2 separate regions of the Pan troglodytes genome follow, and region 1 is linked to region 2. The links are chromatin contacts, called in public HiChIP or PLAC-seq maps. All regions are on one chromosome and are shown on one strand. Each heading gives the region's core, a stretch centred on a gene start, on an enhancer-like site or on the middle of the called end of the contact. The rest is flanking DNA. Distances are from core to core; before and after follow the strand shown.

Region 1 (6,122 bases), core at 1,774-4,273, 200 kb after region 2:
ACAGTCCTGCGTGGTGGTGCAAATGCCCCAGGTCCAATCTGCACTCTAAGTCAGGGACTGGTTTGCTCAGGTCCTGGACATAAGGCTGTCTGGACATCCCTCTTTGGCTGCATGGGTTTTTAAAATTTTTCTTTATTTTTATTTTTTTGAGACAGGTTCACACCATGTTGCTCCAGCTGGTCTTGCACTGCTGGGCTCAAGTGATTCCTCCCACCTCGGCCTCCCCAAGTAGCTGGGACCACTGGTGCGCCCCTGGCTGCGTGCTTCTTTTACAAGCGTGGGTGACCCAGGCCCAGCAGCTTTGCAGTTGCAGGCCCACTCAGCACTTTGCATTTCTCTTCATTTCTGGCTCACAGAGATATCACTTTTTTTTTTTTTTTTTTTTTTTTTGATAGAGTCCCGCTGTGTCTCCCAGGCTGGAGTGCAATGGCGCGATCTCAGCTCACTGCAACCTTCACCTCCCGGGTTTGAGCGATTATCCTGCCTCAGCCTCCCAAGTAGCTGGGATTACAGGCGCCTGCCACCACGCCTGGCTTATTTTTGTATTTTTATTAGAGACGGGTTTTCACCAGGTTGGCCAGGATGGTCTCGGACTCCTAACCTCAAGAAATCCATCTGCCTTGGCCTCCCAAAGTGCCGGGATTATAGGCATGAGCCACGGCGCCCGGCTTCGACCTATTTTTGAGCACAGCTATACTTCTTGCTTTGCAAATTTTACACTGTATGTGTAATTCCTGTGGCCAGCCTCAGTCTCTGCCACACATTCTCCTGCGGAGCACAATGGGCATGTGGAAGAGTGTGCTGCCCCTTTCTCTCTGGGAGCCACTCTGAAGCACCCTGCTCTTCACCGGCAGCAGACTGGTCTTTCTAAGCCACGAACGCTGCCCTCCTGCTGAAAAGTCTGCAGTGAGCTTTGTCTTTCCTTCTCTGTAAAATTAGCCCAGCTAATTTTTGTACTTTAATTTTAGAGACGGGGTTTCACTATGTTGGCCAGGCTGGTCTTGAACTCCTGACCTCAGGTGATCCACCTGCCTTGGCCTCCCAAAGTGCTGGGATTACAGGCATGAGCCACCGCGCCTGGCTGCTATATTTTCTTTACATGTTTTCTTGAATAAAATACATTTTCTTCAACCTAAAAGTTCATTTTTCCAATTTTAATAGAAATAAGAACATTTCCGTGGGCGCCCAAAGATATGTCCACAGCCTAATCCTCAGCACCTATGACTATGACCTCTTATGGCAAAAGGTGTGACACAGTGAGGGACTTGAGAGGAGGGGTTTGTGCTGGATCAATACAGTCACAGGGCTCCCTCTGAGATGGACACCACCGGCTATGCCTGCTTTTTTGACTAGATGATTTCATACCTCTGTAGAGGCAGAAATTAACCTTTAAAAAACAGGCAGCAATGTGGCCTGGCAATGTGGTGGCTCACACATGTAATCCCAGTGCAGGAGGGTCACTTGAGCACAGGAGTTCGAGACCAGCATTAGCAACACAGCAGGACCCAGTATCTACAAAAATATTAAAAAATTAGAGGCCGGGCATGGTGGCTCATGCCTGTAATCCCAGCACTTTGGGAGGCCGAGGCGGGAGGATCACCTGAGGTCGGGAGTTCGAGACCAGCCTGACCAACATGGAGAAACCCTGTCTCCACTGAAAATACAAAATTAGCCAGGCAAAGTGACGCACGCCTCTAATCCCAGCTACTCGGGAGGCTGAGGCAGGAGAATTGCTTGAACCCGAGAGGCAGAGGTTGCAGTGAGCTGAGATGGTGCCATTGCACTCCAGCCTGGGCAACAAGAGGGGAACTCCATCTCAAAAAAAAAAAAATTAGCTGAGTGTGGTGGCACGTGCCTGTAGTTCCAGCTACAGCTACTTGGGAGGCTGAGGTGGGAGGATCACTTGAGCCCAGGAGATCGAGGCTGCAGTGAGCCTTGATTGCACCACTGCACTCCAGCCCCTGTCTCTAAAGATTAAACAAACAAACAAAAAAAAACAGTCAGCAATGTAAAAAAAAAAAAATTTTTTTTTCAGAGATGAGGTCTATATTGCCCAGGCTGGTCTTGAACTCCTGAGCTCAAGCAATCCTCTGGCCTTGCCGCTCAAAGTGCTGGGATTACAAGCCTGGCCAACAATCCTTGTGCACAGAAAATGCAAATTAGCTGTGTCCAGTTAAATGCAATTGACCTTTGCACTAGAGATAGATCAGTTTTTGCAAATTCATTTCAGCATTCGTCTTCGGTTTTTTTTTTTTGACACAGGGTTTCTGTTGCCCGTGCCGGAGCGGTCCTTTTGCCTCAGCCTCCAGAATAGCTGGGACCACAGGTAAACGTCACCATGCCTGGCTAATTTTTTTCTTAAAAAAAATTTTTTTTTTTGGTAGAGACAGGGTCTTGCCATGCTGCCCAGGCTGGTCTCAAACTCCTGACCTCCAGCAATCCTCCTGCCTTGGCCTCCCAAAGTGTTGGGATTACAGGCGCGAGGCACTGCATCTGGCCAAATTCTTTAAACAATTTGTAACAACTTATGATGTATTCATTATCGAGTTAAATAAAATATTTGACGTGTTCATTTTATATGTGTATGAAGGTCATGATTTTACCTTTAAAAAAATGGTCAACACCTGACATTTCCTTCCGCCACCCGCACTTCCAATTCATCCTCACATCTGACAGTTTAGCTTTCTAAATGCCTCTTGCATCTATCCACTTCTCCCCATCTTACCTGCCACCAGCGGTCTGCCCGAATTGGCTACATTAGGCTCTACCTGGCCCTTCTCCCATCCATTCTCCACACAGCAGCCAGAGTGATCTCATTACAATTCAAACTTCATTATGTCTTATTTATTTATTTAGCGATGGCGGGCGGGGGCGGGGGTCTCGCTATGCTGACCAGGCTGGTCTCGAACTCCTGGCCTTAGGCGATCCTCCCATGTCAGCCTCCCAAAGTGTTATGATTACAGGCGTGGGCCACTGCGCCTGGCCCAAACTTCATGATGTCTCTTATCAGCTTAACTTCCTCCGAGGACTTCCCGTGTCTCCCAGAATAAAGACCGAGGTCTTCGCTGTGCTCTTTCGGCCTCTGCATGACCTGGCCCCTCTCACACCACAGCTCCGCTGCACCACCAGCCCTCTACCATGCTGAGCTGAGCCTCCTCCAGTTCCCCTGCTGCAAGACCGTTCCTGCCTTGGGACCTCTGAACCTGCTGTTGGCCTGCCTGGAAAATTCTTCCCTCCTTACCTTGTTTACTCTTATAGGGCCTTCACATCTTGGCTAACATGTGAATCGCCCAAAGAAACCTCTGGTCTCCCAGGGGTTCAGGTCCTACCGTCTCCCCAATACGATGTTATGAAACTCTCACTTCTTGGCATTTATCTCATTTCCCAGGTGAGTACCCATGTGGTTTAACGCTTGACTCACCTTCTAGGCTGCTATGTCCCTGTGGCCGGGGCTCACGTCCCTGGCACGCATGTGGTCCTTTCTTGGGGGGGAGGTGCATGGTGAGCGGACGAGGACGGCTGAGGGCGCGCGCGGAGGGAGGATGGAGAGATGAAGAGGCTCCCCGCTCCCGGACTCAGGGCACGTGCGTCTCCTCGGCTGGCTTCCTTCCCCCGGCCCCGGGCAGCGCCGCGGATCCTGAGACCCCGCCGCGGGCTGTGTGCTGCTCAGCGCCCATCCTCTGCGCGCGCAACGCTACTTCCGGGCGAGCTCTGCAGACTCGCCACAGGCCGGGCTAGCGCTTAGCCAGCTGCGGGCGGACCCCCGGGGCTCTTGCGGGCCAGGACGCGGGAGGAGGCGGGGCAGGGGGCGGGGTCGCGCGGGGACCCGGATGCGGCCCCGCCCCCGCCCGCGGAACCGGAAGTAGAGCCTGGCGCCTGGGAGCGGCTGGCGCGGCGGGATCCAGGGCCGACCCGGGCCGGACCGACCCCAGGCGGCGGTGAGCGAGCGCGGCGTCCGCCCGGGGTGCAGGCCGGGCTCTGCTTCTTCCCTCCTGTGGCGTCGCCTGGCCGCGAAAGGGGAAGGAAGCGGCGGCCGCAGCGGTCTCACCGCTCTTCCGCTTGCGGTTTCGGGGGCCGGGGCAGAGTGGCGAGGCTTTCCCGGCCTGGGGCGGGGCAGGGCGTGGGCCGGGGGTCCGCGAGGGCCACGAGGACGGGTCTGGGCCCAAGGAGGCCGGGCAGGGGGCAAGGGGGCACGGAGGGCTTGGGGCTGGGGTCCGCGGAGGAAGGTTAGAAAGGGGCCAAATTGGGGTATCAGCTCTGAGGGGAGGGTCCCTGGGCGCCGGGGGGCTCCAGGGCAGGAGAGGGGCCAGGCTGGGAGGGGTCTTGGGTCCGAGGGAATAGGAGAGGGGGATGGGCTCCGAGGGGGAGGGTATTGGGGCCCGAGGGAGATGGGCTGGGCCTGTGGGGTTCGGGGGTCTGAGCGGAGGGGGCCGGGGTTCGAGGGGCCAAGGAAGGTGGGTGTGGGGGGTCTCAAGGAAAGGGCGAGGGGTCTGAGAGGGAGGGGTCTGGGAGCAGAGGGAAAGGGATGAGGTCCGAGGGGAGGGGATTGGGGTCTGACGGGAAGGGGTCCAGGCGCAGAGCTACTGGGATGGGGTCCGAGGGAAGGGAATTGGGGTTCGAGGGAAGGGAATTGGGGTTCGAGGGGAAGGGAATTGGGGTTCGAGGGGAAGGGGTCGGGGCTCGGAGGAAAGGTATAGGGTCCGAGGGGAGGGGATTGGGGCTCCAGGGGAAGGGATCCAGGCGCAGGGAAAAGGGATGGGGTCCGCGGGGGTCAAGGCGGTTGGGGTGCGCGACTTTGAGGGGCTCGCTGTGGGACGTGGCGGAGCAGCTGGGGATCCCCCCGGCCTGCACCTGAGCGGAGATTTTGCAATCAGGTCAGTGGAGGCAGCGAGGCGCGGCTGCAGCTAGTCGTGAGGCTCTAAATTTGGAACCGTCCCTCCTTCGGGGTGTGTTTAAAATCACCAGAACGGTGCTTTGGGGCTTTCTGTTACGTTTCTATCACCTGGATAGTCTAAGGGATGCCTGATCCCTGAAGCTGGAAGGCCTTGGGTGAGAAGGGACAGGGCTTCCTCCCACTGGAATCTGTGGACGTTTGGGGCCCCTTGGGGAGGAATTCATTTTCTGCTGAAGGAAGCTCCGGAGGCATCCGGTGAGCGCTCCCTGGAATCCCATGCGCTCCCTTTGGGCTCAGTGTTGACTTGGCTGCGCAGGCTCTGTCGGGGGGACTTCACCCACTAGGTCCTTCAGGCATGATCCAGCCCTCAAGCCCGGCCGGGCCCAAGGCCGTGGCGCAGGAGGGGCTGGCCGCCTGCCCCTGTCTCCATTCACGTGTTTGACCGTGTGGGTGAGTCACTGGCTCCAGAGCACAGAGTCAGTCCTGTTTCTCCTCTGGTTAGAGAAGTATTCGCCAGATACTCAAGGAACAAGGAAGAGTCTTTTAAGTGGGACTCAATAAAAAGTTGGGGAGGCAGGGTTGTTTTGATATTAGGTCCCCTAGAACTAGAAGCTAACCTTCTGCTAAATCTTACTGAAAAGAAATTTCTTTTGACCTGGGGCAGGGGTGCGGTGGCTCACACCTGTAATCCCTGCACTTTGGGAGGCCAAGGTGAGAGGATCGTTTGAGGCCAGGAGTTCCAGACTAGCCTGGGCAACACAGGGAGACCTTGTGTCTACAAAAAAAGAAATTCGCTGGGCATGTTGGCTTGCACCTGTTGTCCTAGCTACTTGGGGCGCTGAGGCAGAGGATCTCAAGCCCAGGAGTTGGAGGCTGCATTGAGCTCGATCGCACCACTGTACTCCAGCCTGGGTGACAGAGCGAGACCCTGTCACCCAGGCTGGAGTGCAGAGGCTCTTCACAGGTGACATCTAGCACACTGCAACCTTGAACTGCTGGCCTTAAGCAATCCTCCCACCTCAGCCTCCCAAGTAGCTGGGACTGCAGGCCCAGCTAAAGCTGACTTTTAATTGTAGCATTTTGATGGACTTGTTTTTAAAACACTTTTAAAATGACAGCACACATAATCGGCAATTCAGATCTTCAGTCTGTGCCACGCAGTAGGTGCTCAGAAAAGGTGTCCTGAGAGTGTGAATTGCTGTGAGCGCTGGTTGCTGCCTTGTGTTGC
Region 2 (5,398 bases), core at 896-3,395:
ATTTGAGCCCAGGTGGCTGCAGTGAGCTATGACTGTGCCACTGCACTCTAGCCTGGGTGACAAAGCAAGACCCTGTCTCAATAAATAAATAAACAAAATAAAACTGTAACTCAGTGTTCATAGCAGCATTATTCACAACAGCCAAAAAGTGGAAGCAAAGGCAATGCCCATCCTCCGATGAATGGATAGACACACTGTGGCACCCAAACACCCAGACAGTGGAATAGTATGCAGCCATAAAAAGGAAGGAGGCTGGGCACAGTGGCTCACGCCTGTAATCCCAACACTTTGGGAGGCTGAGGCAAGAGGATCACTTGAGGCCAGGAGTTTGAGACCAGGCTGGCCAACATGGCAAAGCCCTGTCTCTACTAAAAATACAAAAATTAGCCTGGCATAGTGGCACATATCTACAATCCCAGCTAGTCGGGAGGCTAAGGCACAAGAAACGAGAGTCGCTTGAGCCCGGGAGGCAGAGGCTGCAATGAGCCGAGATTGTGCCACTGCACTCCAGCCTGGGCAAAAGAGTGACACTCTGTCTCAAAGAAAAAAAAGGAATGAAGTACTCATATGTTCTACATCATGGATGAACCTTGAAAATGATGCTGAAAACAGCCAGACACAAAATGCCACATACTGTATGGTTCTGTACACATGGAATGTCCAGAATTGGCAAATCCATAGATTTTAAAAAGTAGATTCGGCAGGGCACAGTGGCTCACGCCTGTAATCCCAGCACTTTGGGAGGCTGAGGCTCACTTGAGGTCAGGAGTTCAAGACCAGCCTGGCCAACATGGTGAAACCCTGTCTCTACTAAAATACAAAAATTAGCCAGGCATGGTGGCAGGCACCTGTAATCCCAGCTACTCAGGAGACTGAAGCAGGAGAATTGTTTGAACCCGGGAGGTAAAGGTTGCAGTGAGCCCAGATCGCACCACTGCACTCCAGCCTGGCCATAGAGCGAGACTCTGTCTCAAAAAAGCAAAAAAAAAAAAAAAAAGAAAGAAAGAAAAAGTAGATTCGTGGTTGGTGGGGGAGGGGAGGAGTACATGCTAATGGGTTTCTTCTTGGGGTGATGAAAATGTCCTAAAGTTAGACAGCAGTAAGGGTTGCACAACCTTGTGACTACACTAAAAACCACTGAAGTGTGACTTTAAAAGGGTCAATTGAATGGTATGTGAATTATATCTCAAGAAAACAAACTCAGCTGGCATCACCCCCTGCCCCACCCTGTGGTAAAGCTGGGTCCTTGTTGGCTGGTGAGGGCTCTCCTAATCTGCACCCCCTCCTCACCTCCAAACCCACGGCATTGCTGCTCCTGGAACCCCAGCCACACCTAGGTACCCGGCCCCTCCCAGCCTTCACCTGCGCCTTTACAGAGGCCCCATCAGACCACCGGGCCCCCCACCCTCCACACGCCCACCCCGTGAAGAGACTCCCTTTCCCCTGGCTCTTCTGAATTTCTGGCATACTATACGATTTCCTTATTTTTCCTTATTTTTATTTTTTAATAGAGACGGGGTCTCACTATGTTACCCAGGCTGGTCTCGAACCCCTTGTCTCAATCAATCCTGCCTCAGCCTCCCAAAGTGCAGGCATTGCAGGCTGAGCCACCACAGCCGCCACGACCTTCTCTTCTGGAGCGTGTCGCTTTTGTAATTATGATGTAAACTCCGGGCACGCGGGGACCCTCGCGCTTCGCTCACTAATTTGTCCCCAGACCCTACTACCTGGCACAGTAGGCGCTCAATACTGTTGATTGAATAAACGACTGCTACTTTGGAAATCATGTATTATTTAAATCACATGTTTAAACGCACATAAACTTCTGAGTAGTGTTTTCTGCACACACAAGATGTCTCCAGGGGTACCAAAGAATGCATTTTCCACGTTTGTCCCTAAACGTTAATGCATAAGTAACCTTGGTCACCAACAGATGTGAGGGCACGTGACGTTCGGGCTGCGCCCTCCCCGCCCCGGCCCTGCACACAGTAGGGCCGCACCGCGCTTTGCAAACAGGTGGACTCGGCAGAGGCGCGACCGCCCTCACCGCAGAGAGCTGGGCCACCTGCAGACTCTCAGGACACCCAAGGCCCCACCTCCCACCCGGAAAAGAGACGATACGCCGGGCGCAGGCGCAGAAGCCGCGCCCGTCCGCGGCGCCGCCAGCCAGGGCGGAAACGGCAACGGCTTCGCTAGGGACGCATGCGCGGGTCCCTTAGTTTTCGCGAGATAACGGTCGAAAACGCGCTCTTGTCGATTTCCGGTAGTGAATCAGGCGCCGCAGTGCAGGGTCGGGGGTGGAATCCTTGGGCCGCTGGGCAAGCGGCGAGACCTGGCCAGGGCCAGCGAGCCGAGGACAGCGGGCGCGCGGAGGGCCGGGCCGCAGCCCCGGCCGCTTGCAGGCCCCGCCATGGACCCGTTCCTGGTGCTGCTGCACTCGGTGTCGTCCAGCCTGTCGAGCAGCGAGCTGACCGAGCTCAAGTTCCTATGCCTCGGGCGCGTGGGCAAGCGCAAGATGGAGCGCGTGCAGAGCGGCCTGGACCTCTTCTCCATGCTGCTGGAGCAGAACGACCTGGAGCCCGGGCACACCGAGCTCCTGCGCGAGCTGCTCGCCTCCCTGCGGCGCCACGACCTGCTGCGGCGCGTCGACGACTTCGAGGCGGGGGCGGCGGCCAGGGCCGCGCCTGGGGAAGAAGGTGGGCGCGGGGCCGGGCCGGTGGAGCCAGGGCCTGGTCGCCCGGCTGTAGGTGCTGCGAGGCTCCTCCGGTTGGCTTCCAGGCGCCTCCCCTTTGCCGGGTTTGATTTGCGTGGGTTTTCTCCGTACAGCCCTGGTTTTGCAGATGGGAGAGCCAGAAACGCAGAAAAGTTAACTTATTCGAGGTTGCAGGGCGTGGACACGCACAGTCCTTTTTCCTCCACCCCCTTCTGCCCGGGTAAATTAGAAAACTCACTGAAGAAAAGATGAGTCAGAGAAGGTGTGGGGGAGGGGCAGAGGTTGGGTGAGCCTGCCTCGCATCATTTCCTTTCTGTCTCGGAATATGCTTTTCACGGCTGTCTGAGAGTAATACTAGCATTCAGTAACTCCTACCCAGGGGCTTACAGTGTGCCGCTTACCCTTGTAACTGCCAAATACAATTTTCGCAGTAGCCCTGTGGCTTAGATACTGTTAGCTATCACTGTTCCCATTTTACAGAGGACAGGACTGTGGCTCACAGGTTAAGTGGCGTTGCCGAAATGCGCAGCCGATAACTGACGGAGCTAGGCTTGAGCCAAGCAGTCCGGCCTCCGGATGGGTGGTGTTAGCCACTGCACTGCCTCTCTGGTCAAGTTCATTGTGGAGTGGCTTCCTGTCCTGCTCTCGGTCACTCCCTCTCCACCCTCGCCTGTGGATTGCAGCAGCTTCCAGGATAAAAAAGAAACTCTGAGTACAGCAGAGTTTCTCAGCCCTACCCCCCTTGTTCTCAGAGTCGGGAGAGGCTTGGGAGTGCTCTGGGGACGCCTCTCAGAGGCTTCAAGCTGTAGCTTGGAATCAGCCATTCAGTCACCAATCAGATAGGGCCTAAATGTGTCACCATGGGTTTCACTCTGTAAGGACTGGTGCCTGTTGAGGACAGGATGGACAGAACAGCTCTCTGCCTGAGAGCAGTCAAGTCCAGATTTTAAAAAAACATCAGTACTGAACAAACAAAACAGGACGTAGAAAAATCGGGTTTTATGGATATTTAATGTCTGGAGAAACACTGATAAATTGCATTTTAAAGGCGGTCTACGAAACATAGCTGACATTTGAGATGTATGTGTGCTTGGTTTTATTTATATTGTCATGTAGTTACTGTGTGCTGGGAAAAGTACACCAGAAGGTGAGCAGTGGGTATGGACAGGTTGGTAGCGGGCGACTGTGCCTTCCTCCCCAGAAGTTCAGCATAGCGGTTAAGGGTGGACTCTGGCACCACACTCTTAGGGTTTCAGAACATGGCTCTGCCATCGTCTAGCTACACGATCTCAGGAATGTCCATTAGCTTTCCTGTGCCTCAATTTCCTCATCTGTACAGTCATGGTAACACAGTGCCCAGCCCACAGGGCTGTCAGAGCTGCGGGAGCTGGTACACCTGCCAACGGTGTCTCAGAATTGCCAGGAGTAGTCCAAGCAGCACCCTGTCCTGCCTCTCCTTTCCTCTCTTCACATTCCAGAAGCGGCCTTTTATGGTCTTGTGACCAGCTCCCTGATCTCAGTGGTGACGTCAACAGATGAGGAGTATGGTAGCCAGGGACTGAAGACTGGTGGTCACTCGGGGCAGCTTTCTAAATAACAATTGGAGTGCCTACTAGTTTCCTGTGATTGCCATAACAAATGATCACAAATCTGGTGGCCTGAAGCAATAGAAATCTACCCCCTCAATCTGGAGGCCAGAAATCTGAATAAGCAGGGTGCAACAGACCGGCACACCCTCGGAATGCTGTTGGGGAGGCTCCTTCCGGGTCTCGTCCGCTTTGTGGTGGCTCCAGGCATTCTTTGACTTGTGGCCGCTTCACTCCAGGCTCACACGGCCTTCCCTGTGTGTCTCCTGCAAGGATACCTATCATTGGTGCATCCAGGTCATCCAGGATGATCTCCTCTCAAGACCCTCGGCTTACCTTTGCAAAGATGCTTTTTCCAAAGAACATTCATGGTTTCAGCAATTTCACGTGAACATACCTTGAGGTGACATCGTTCAACCTGCTGTAGGGCAGGATGTGGGATCAACCCTATTTTCTTCCCTCCCACAACTCCCCAGCCCCTCCCTCAGTGTCTCCTGCCCTAAGTAGGTAGCTCCACTACAACTTCCTTTGGCACTTGAGTCTTCAGTGGGCCACGCCTCCTAGGACAGTATTAGAGAGCAGGGGGTTTGGCTGAGGTGGAATCAGGCCACTCTTGGGCATTTGGTGACAGCCCCTCTGCTGCCAGGCGACTCTAGCCTCTACAGAGGACCTCGTGTAGGCACCTCTGTCCACTCAGCACTTGGCGTCAGTGCTGAAAAGCCCTAGGGAGGATTGTGGGGTCGCTTGTCTCCAAACCTATGGTAAACCGTTCTGTTCTTTCCTTCCCAGACCTATGTGCAGCATTTAACGTCATATGTGATAATGTGGGGAAAGACTGGAGAAGGCTGGCTCGTCAGCTCAAAGTCTCAGACACCAAGATCGACAGCATCGAGGACAGATACCCCCGCAACCTGACAGAGCGTGTGCGGGAGTCACTGAGAATCTGGAAGAACACAGAGAAGGAGAACGCAACAGTGGCCCACCTGGTGGGGGCTCTCAGGGCCTGCCAGATGAACCTGGTGGCTGACCTGGTACAAGAGGTTCAGCAGGCCCGTGACCTCCAGAACAGGAGTGGGGCCGTGTCCCCGATGTCATGGAA

Evidence for each region. HiChIP or PLAC-seq counts read pairs in DNA pulled down with a chosen protein or histone mark.
Region 1: an H3K4me3 HiChIP or PLAC-seq map of stem cell-derived excitatory neurons shows a contact between it and region 2, with 3 times the contacts expected there. The contact joins the promoter of CTTN here to the promoter of FADD in region 2. A contact is called at or near these places in 1 of 7 Hi-C or Micro-C datasets (stem cell-derived neural progenitor cells) and 1 of 1 datasets of contacts at active chromatin or transcription factors (stem cell-derived excitatory neurons).

What each region holds. Positions count from the first base shown.
Region 1 is chr9:72,456,111-72,462,232 of NHGRI_mPanTro3-v2.0_pri, forward strand. It overlaps CTTN (cortactin), which reads left to right and starts at 3,024. Exons shown (of 17, transcript XR_010147269.1): 1 at 3,024-3,388. It overlaps LOC134807260 (a long non-coding RNA gene), which reads right to left and starts at 3,682. Exons shown (of 2, transcript XR_010147270.1): 1 at 3,422-3,682.
Region 2 is chr9:72,257,842-72,263,239 of NHGRI_mPanTro3-v2.0_pri, forward strand. FADD (Fas associated via death domain) reads left to right here and starts at 2,146. Exons shown (of 2, transcript XM_508611.8): 1 at 2,146-2,696; 2 at 5,089-5,398. The coding sequence starts at 2,411. All of the region lies in intron 3 of LOC107967138 (a long non-coding RNA gene), which reads right to left.